Linked DNA regions of Capsicum annuum: region 2 is linked to region 1. Evidence: chromatin contacts called from public Hi-C data. All regions are on one chromosome and are shown on one strand. Each heading gives the region's core, a stretch centred on a gene start, on an enhancer-like site or on the middle of the called end of the contact. The rest is flanking DNA. Distances are from core to core; before and after follow the strand shown.

Region 1 (3,839 bases), core at 297-2,796:
CAATGACCTGACCCTGATGTGCACTGATTTGGCATTGACATGACGCGTGTGTAACTCACTCTCCGTTGTGAGAGTGGTATTCAGTTTTGAGGGGTGAAACAAATACACTTTAAAGATGTTAAGTAGGATAAATAAACAGAAGTTAAGTTTAAGTGTTAAAGTGAGTTTGGAGGACAAGTTCAGGGGGAAAAAGATGTATTTTCTCTTAATTTTATGTGTCTTAATTAATTTGATTGCTCACAAAATCTAAAAGGCATCATAAATTTTTTTGTCTTATTTGTGGTCTTAAGTAGCGGTGTTCATGGATAGGTTTGGGTTAGTTATTTTGGTCAAAAACCTAACCAAACTAATTTAGTTGGTTTTTAAATTTCTAAAATCAAACCAAACAAAAAAATAACCGTCGATTTGGTTCTTGTCGGTTTAGTTCAATTTGGTTCGGTTTATAACTTTAACTAATGATAAAAGTTGAAAATTAAAAAAAAAATCCAATCTAACATATGAGATGTTAACCGAGTGTTGTATCTCAACCGTGAAATTAAGATGTCAATTGAGTGTTATACTTCGGCAAAGTTATGAATAACACCATATAAATGCTTCTAAAAAAATATTTTAAAACTACATTTAACAAAATAATATGATAAACCCCCCAAAAGACGAACACATAAACTTCTTACTCAACAAGGTTAAAAAACTAATTAAAATTAATGATTGTCTATAGTCAAATGAATCTCAGCTATAAATTTCAATATACAACAAGATATTATTTTCACAATTAGTATGATTTGTCATTCAAAGTGCGAAATTCACTTAGAATCTCATAAGGTACTATTAACTAGATGAAGAAATGACTTAATGTGTTACGACTAAAGTTAAATTATGATTAAAATATAAGGTATAACAAATATTTATATTATATTCATGAATAATACATATATATATTGGTTCGATTTGGTTATTTTGTCAGTTATTTTAGAGTAAAACAAACCAAACCAGTATCGATTTTTTAAAATTCATACCAAACCGAACCAAATCTAACTAAATATCCATTTTTTTAATCGATTTGATTTGAATCGCGGTTCAATTTGGTTAAAACCAAATCATGAACGCCCCTTAAGTTAAAGGTGTGTATAATAATATCAATCAAGTGTTGTAATTTTAAACACATATCCATTCCATACGGTAGAATAAATATTTATTCTCTAGCAAAAAACAACATCATATCTGATATCTAACTCAAATCTCATCATCACCAAAAAGAGCAAAAATAAATATTTCTTATGTGTTGGCCTATGAAAAAGAATTAAGTAAACACACAAATTTGTTTTTTTTTTCTAATAGATTAAGCTTTTATATAAGTTGGTGGCGCAATTGAATATCAACAAATGGAAAGGCCACGGAAATTTCAATTTTGATACCTGGCTTGTTTTGGCCAAACCAAGCGTGCAAAAGGTTTTACTAGTGTCCACATCAGAGCTGCATTATAATTAACTACTCTAGTTAAGTCCTATATATAGGCAATATTCACTTCTTTGAGTGCCTCAATCTCATGTTCCATAATATTTGGAAGAAGCATCAAAAATCAGAAGGCATGAGCTCTAACGTTGTACCTGTTCCAAATGGAGAAAATATTACTATTTCTCAACATGACCAGAACATGCAGAAACTCAAAGTTTCCTTTATTAATATTGTCTCTTCTCTGAAGGAGAGAATTGGCAAATTGGATATGAAGAAAGTAATTCATAGCGTCAAAGTTGGTATTGCTTTAGTACTGGTATCACTTTTGTACCTGTTGGATCCTCTATTTCAGAAAGTTGGACAAAATGCCATGTGGGCCATTATGACTGTTGTAGTTGTTTTTGAGTTCTTCGCAGGTTTGTCGATCATTTCATTATTTTTGATAGTGTAAGAATTATTTAAAGTCCGGATATATAAGTTGAATTCATGTAATGATTAATGTCCCCACCTAGCAGGTGCTACACTAAGCAAAGGCGTAAACCGAGCGATTGGTACCATATTGGGAGGAGGATTGGGATGTTTGGCTGCAATCTTAGCTGACAAAAGTGGTGAAATTGGTGGCGCCTTAGTTGTTGGCATCTCTGTGATTATCATTGGTAAAACAATACTCTCAAGTCACCTAAATAATAACTACATGTAACTGTCAATAATAAATACTATAATTAGTAATCTGAAAAATAAAGTTGAAAACCTACAATAATAATAAAGGCATGTAAGGTTGCAGCAATGGTAATATAGTCAAATTTTTATTTTATAATGACGTGATTTAATTTGTTCGGATATCTTTTGGATGCTACAAAGAAATATTGTTATATTATATAAAAAAATGGTTATTATTAGTAAAATTGAATGTTATATAAAAGATGACTGATATAGAGAAATCTAATTGTATGATGAATAGGTGTTGGCGCAACATATACAAGGTCGATACCAAGTGTGAAGAAGAGATATGACTATGGAGTAATGATCTTCATATTAACATTCAGTTTGGTAGTGGTATCGGGTGTTCGAGCAGACAAAATAATGAAGTTGGCTGGAGAGAGACTGTCCAACATTGGCATGGGCTTTGCTGTATGCATATTTACAAGTTTCATATACCCCATTTGGGCTGGTGATGAACTTCATTCCTCCACTGCAACTAAGTTTGATAAACTTGCAACTTCTATCCAAGGTAATAATTAAGTTTAAATAAAAGATTTTATGTAAAGAAACATGCAAAAATCATAATCTTACCAATTTCCTTAAAATAAAATAAAGAGAGAAAAAAACAAATACAATGCTAAAACTCATGACAAAGTCTAATAAGTATTATTCTTTTGATAGTTTTTCTAATTGTTTCTTAATCATTGTGTTTAATGTATGCAATTATATTATCCTATTAGTATAGTTTTAACTTGTTGAACGTAGCCTGTTTGATTTTTCAAGTTATTAGTTCCATATTTATTATAAATAGTTATAATCATATTCAGTTAGACGCACGTGTACTTATTCAACAAAATTTAAATTTGTTATTAAATTTGTTTCTTATAAATTTCAGGATGCTTAGACGAATATTTCGAGATAGCCAATGATAAGGAAAAACAGCCAGCAATGGACATGAGTGGATGTAAATCAGTGCTGCACTCCAAGTCCAGTGATGAGTCATTGGTATAAAAATAGTTAACAATTACTCTACAAAAGCTACAATCATACTAGGAAATCCATTATATATGTTGGATATATTTTATTATTTTTATCATAATAATAGAAATGTGAAACAATTTCAGGCAAATTTTGCCAAGTGGGAACCTTGGCATGGAAAATTTGGATTCTCTTATTCATGGGAGAAGTATCTGATAATTGGAGAGGTTTTAAGAGAACTTGCAGCAATGGTCCTCTCATTCAAAGCATGTATTCAATCAGTTCGACAGGTAAAATTACTCCATGAATATAATTTCTTTTTCCTTTCAAATTACTAAAAATTTGTTTAGGAAAACCATGGTTAAAATTTAATTCAATTTTTACCATTAAAGGTAAAGTGACAATTTTACTAATATTTTGGGAGGAAATTAATTAAATACACCCTCTGGTCTCAAATATTACTAGTTGTTTTTACAAACTGAATTTAGTTCAAAATCATTTGATATTTAAAAAACAAATAAGCATTTTGTGGAGTATTTATTTAGTTTAGATATTGAAAGTATTGAAGCATTAAGTGAGACGTTTAATGGAGATAAAGGACTATTCATAAATAAACAAATGGTCTAATGATTAAGGCTACTAAATATTTTTTTTATTAGATGTGCAAAAATTTTAACAAGACAGATAATATGACCATATGTTTC
Region 2 (4,485 bases), core at 424-2,923, 54 kb before region 1:
TCAAGTGACCACACTTAACTAAATTCAAAACAAGTCCACATTTCAAGTACCTACACTTAAACATTTTCGACTCACTAACTCACTTCTCTAGTGACCACACTTAACTACATTCAAAACACAAACCCACCTTTCAAGTAATTACACTCAAACATTTTCGATTTACTAATTCACTTCTCAAATGACCACACTTAACTAAATTCAAAACACAAGTCCACATTTCAAGTACCTACACTTAAAACATTTTCAAGTCACTTATTCACTTCTCTAGTGACCACGCTTAACTAAATTCAAATCACAAGTTCCCCTTTCAAGAAACTACACTTGAACATTTTCGACTAACTAATACACTTCTCAAGTGACCACACTTAACTATATTCAAAACACAAGTCCACCTTTCAAGTCCCTACTACACCTAAACATTTCAAGTCACTAATTCACTTCACAAATTACCAAACCAAACTAAATTCAAAATGAAAAGTTTAGGTGTAGGTACTTGATTAGCAATATGAACTAATAAGGACCTCAAGTAAAGAAATAATCAGAACTCCACTCAAATTTGGTATTTGGAAAACCCTCCTATGCACACAAATTTAAGTTCACATGTGTACTTCATGAATATCAACAAATAGTTTCTCCCTAAGATTCTTTACAAATTTCAAGTTGGCTACAAAGTCTATCAACTTGTATACTTTTTACTCTTTCTTCAAATAAATTTCAACTTAAGGTGCAATATTAACAGGTAGCACCAGAAATAATATTAACAATAGCACCTCTTTTCCTCTGAACCATACCAGGTAAAACAGCTTGAGTAACCTTAACAGTTCCTTCAACATTAACTTTAATCAAATCAGCCAACAATTTATCATCCACTTAATGAAAAAATCTAGCATAAGGATATGAAACCCCAACATTATTAATCAAAACCCCAATATCTAATCCTTCAATTATCTCCTTAATCTTCTTAAACCCTTCATCCAAATCACCAGAGAAAGCAACCGCCACTGTCTTAATCTCGATTTTCCCATGTTTAACCTTAATTGAATCAAAAACATCCTTAAGTTTATCAAGATTACGACCACAAGTATTAAATTAACAAGTCCACCTTTCAAGTACATCAGAGTGCCTAGCCATTAACAAACTATTCACCTCTCTCATAAGGCATATTTTATACAGCAGAAGAAAATTGAAGTCATGGATGATTAAGCCACCTTCTGGATATGAACTACAACTTTTGAATCGAAGAAAAAATTAGAACAACTAATTCCATTTCATTAACCAATTAAAGCGCCATTAAAGTATGTCGGACACTACATCTATTCAATAAGCAAGTTTAACTATCATATGATACAACTACAACATAGACAATACAATATTAAAGTAAGAGTAAATCTTACCAAAGCTTGGCATATCCGCAGTTGATTGAGATTGCGAGGATGAAGCTGGTGCAGATGCTTTGTCAGACAACAAAAAACTTGTAGATGGAGCAACAGCACTAGTAGTTGAAGCTGAAGAAGTGGACGCCGGAAATGTCAGAGAAAAACCAGTCCCTACTCGCCACATGGAGGTCGGAGAGGCGGTGGCTCGTGGGAGTTCGCCGGCGTGGAGGGCAGAGAGATCCTAGAGAGAGAGGAGCTTCGGCAGTTGAAGTGAGATTAGTGTTAGGGATTGTGTTTTTGGTATCTTAAAAGGAAAGAGGGGAACAATTAATCTCGACCCTTGGATCAGATCGATCAATGGCTAGGATCTAAAATTGTGGAGTTAGAATGTGGCTAGAATTGTAAGAAAATAGGCCAAAAATGATAATAATAATAATAATAATAATAATAATAATAATAAATAATAATGTGTTTGGTAAATTGTGAGTGTGCACATGTATAAAATAATTTAATAAATTTTAATAAAATTACGTAAAGTGTCATATTTGAATTAATAAATATTATAAAATTAATGGCTGAGATCTAAATATTAAGATTTTGACTAAAATTAGATGAAAAATTAAATTGAGTCTAATTAGATACAATTTAGCTAGAATTATAATAAATTGGGTAAAATTAATCTAAAAGTGTATGAATTGATAAAATTGAGTTAGAAAATGCACAAATTTAAAAAATGCCTGTTATTTCAATAATAATAGATAATGTATTTTGTAAAATAATTGTGAATGTGCATGTTTACGAAAAATAATAACATATTACTACATAATATTTTTTATAAAGAGAGAGAGATAAAAGTGATATATACTTCTATTTTAACAACAAATTTATCGTTACATGCTTAATATCAAAAATAAGTTGCAAACATAATCGAGAAGCCAACGAGCATAGAAAGCTAAGTTAACCAAGCATGGAAAAACACTTTTTGATAGAATGATTGGATAAGCTCCAATAATGAGGAAAAACAGAAAAACCATTTGAAATTATATGCTTGCAAACACCCTTATATTTTATTTTATTCTAACTAGCCCAAACAACAGAGAAATTATATGCTTGCAAATCCCCTTTTTCTAATTACCGCGCAATTTCTTGTGCTTGAGGATAGCCAAGCTGCTGCTCCGTCTCCCAGTTCAACTTCGAAGAAACTCTTTCATGACAAGGAACATATTCCTCGAGTTTCTCGATAAGCTCTATTGCTATTGGTGCAGATACGATGATTTGGCGAGCATTGGGACTGATGAAATCTTCCTCTACAACTTTGTCAATAAATGATGATAATGAATTGTAATATCCATCCACATTCAGCAATCCTACCGACTTGTCGTGGATGCTAAGCTGTGTCCAACTAATTACTTCAAGTAGCTCATCAAGTGTGTCATAACCACCTGGTAAAGAAATAAAAGCATCAGAGTGCCTAGCCATTTCTGTTTTTCTTTAATGCATATCTGCAACTACCTTCACTTCTCCAAGTTTTCACCAATTAACTCTCTAGGCATGGGTGTCTTGGGAATAAGTCCATTAATGTGCCTACCACCATCATGAACTCGTTGTGAAACCAAACCCATTAGGCCTATGTTACCTCCTCCATAGACCAAATCAATGTTTCTTAAGACCAATTATTTGCCTAGCTCAATAGCAGCATCGTGATAACTACTTTTCTTCCCTTGACTACTCCCACAAAACACACAAATTCTCTTGAATTTTAACACCGTAACATCACTTTCCATTCCCATTTTCTTAAATTTTTTCTACTTTTTTCTCGATAGTGTCATTTAAAAATTGTGTGGAAAATGATTTGAAAGTGTAGGGTACTTATAGGATTTTTGGGGGTTTTAAAAGATATTTTAATTAAATCCGATTTTAAAAAAAAAAATTCTATAAATATTTTTAATCATATTTTTTTAAAAAAGCCGATCACAAGTGGTGGATTTTTTAAAAAATAAATTAAAAAAAAATAGAAACCAACCACAAGTGGTCTATTTTTATAAATATTTTTTAATTATATTTTTTAAAAAAAAATGACCACAAGTGGTAGGTTTTTTTTTAATTTTTTTTTTTAAAATCGACCACAAGAATGCATTTTTTATAAATATTTTTAATTATATTTTAAAAAAAAAATAAACAACCACAAGTAGTATGTTTTTAAAAAGAAATTTTTTTTAAAAAAAAAAATACCACAAGTGGTCGGTTTTTATAAATATTTTTTAATTATATTTTAAAAAAATGACCACAAGTGGTCGGTTTTGTTATTTTTTTAAATTTTTTATTTGTAAAATAAATAATAATTAATATTAAAATTATTGAAATAATTATTTTAATTTTTTAACATATAAAAGCAACCACATGTGGTCTCTTTTTAAAAAAAGAAAAATTAAAAACCTACCACTTGTGGTTGGTTTTTTCTGACCACATTTTGTGGTCGGTTTTTTGTGGTCGTTTTTTTTTTTTAGTACTGTATAGTTTTCGATAGGCAGAATACATCGTCAGGCCCCTTAACTTGGCGCCATCTTTCACTTTGGCACCTCAAATGGATGTTGTTCATTTTTGGTACCTCAAGTAGCGTATAAGTGTGTCATTTTGACACCTTTTGCTAAGTTGGCAAGGTGCGTGTATTACACTTTCGTAAAGGCGCGTTAAAGCCTTTTTTTGGCTGATGTGGTGCCCAAATCGACCCACCAATAATATATTAACCCACCTTTACTAAATTATACTTTTTTTCTTTACTTTTATCCATTATTTTTGTCAATCTTAAGCTTATTTAATGGTGAAAATTATTGGGAGAGATTTAAAAATTACATACCCATTTACGAGTTCGTTTTGCCAAAAATAGTATATTAATTCACTCCATTAATTTATACTTCTTCCACATTTTTATCTACTGTTTTTGTCGATCTTAAATTTATTTAACGTAAAAATTGTTGAGAGAAATTTATATACGCATTTAGGAATTTGTAAAGATTAGATAATAAACATCATTTTTTTAATCATTAAGGGCAAAATTGATGACGAAAAACTGAAAATCAAGCAACATCAATGAAGACAAGCTGAAAAT

Evidence for each region. A called contact is a pair of places that touch in the nucleus more often than the background predicts.
Region 2: a contact with region 1 is called in a Hi-C map of leaf, with 2.4 times the contacts expected there. The contact joins the enhancer-like site here to the promoter of LOC107842073 in region 1. A contact is called at or near these places in 3 of 5 Hi-C or Micro-C datasets (bud, leaf and placenta).

The regions. Positions count from the first base shown.
Region 1 is chr9:155,811,795-155,815,633 of UCD10Xv1.1, reverse strand. It overlaps LOC107842073 (aluminum-activated malate transporter 13), which reads left to right and starts at 1,546. Exons shown (of 6, transcript XM_016685866.2): 1 at 1,546-1,871; 2 at 1,971-2,111; 3 at 2,417-2,686; 4 at 3,053-3,162; 5 at 3,282-3,425. The coding sequence starts at 1,547.
Region 2 is chr9:155,865,584-155,870,068 of UCD10Xv1.1, reverse strand. It overlaps the pseudogene LOC107842074. Among protein-coding and RNA genes, the nearest start is that of LOC124887405, 7.7 kb to the left of the region's middle. Within about 2 kb of position 1,673, at least 5 of the 5 cell types and tissues checked have an H3K27ac peak or open chromatin away from gene starts, as enhancers often do. A contact at or near this core is called in bud and leaf, where this site is marked.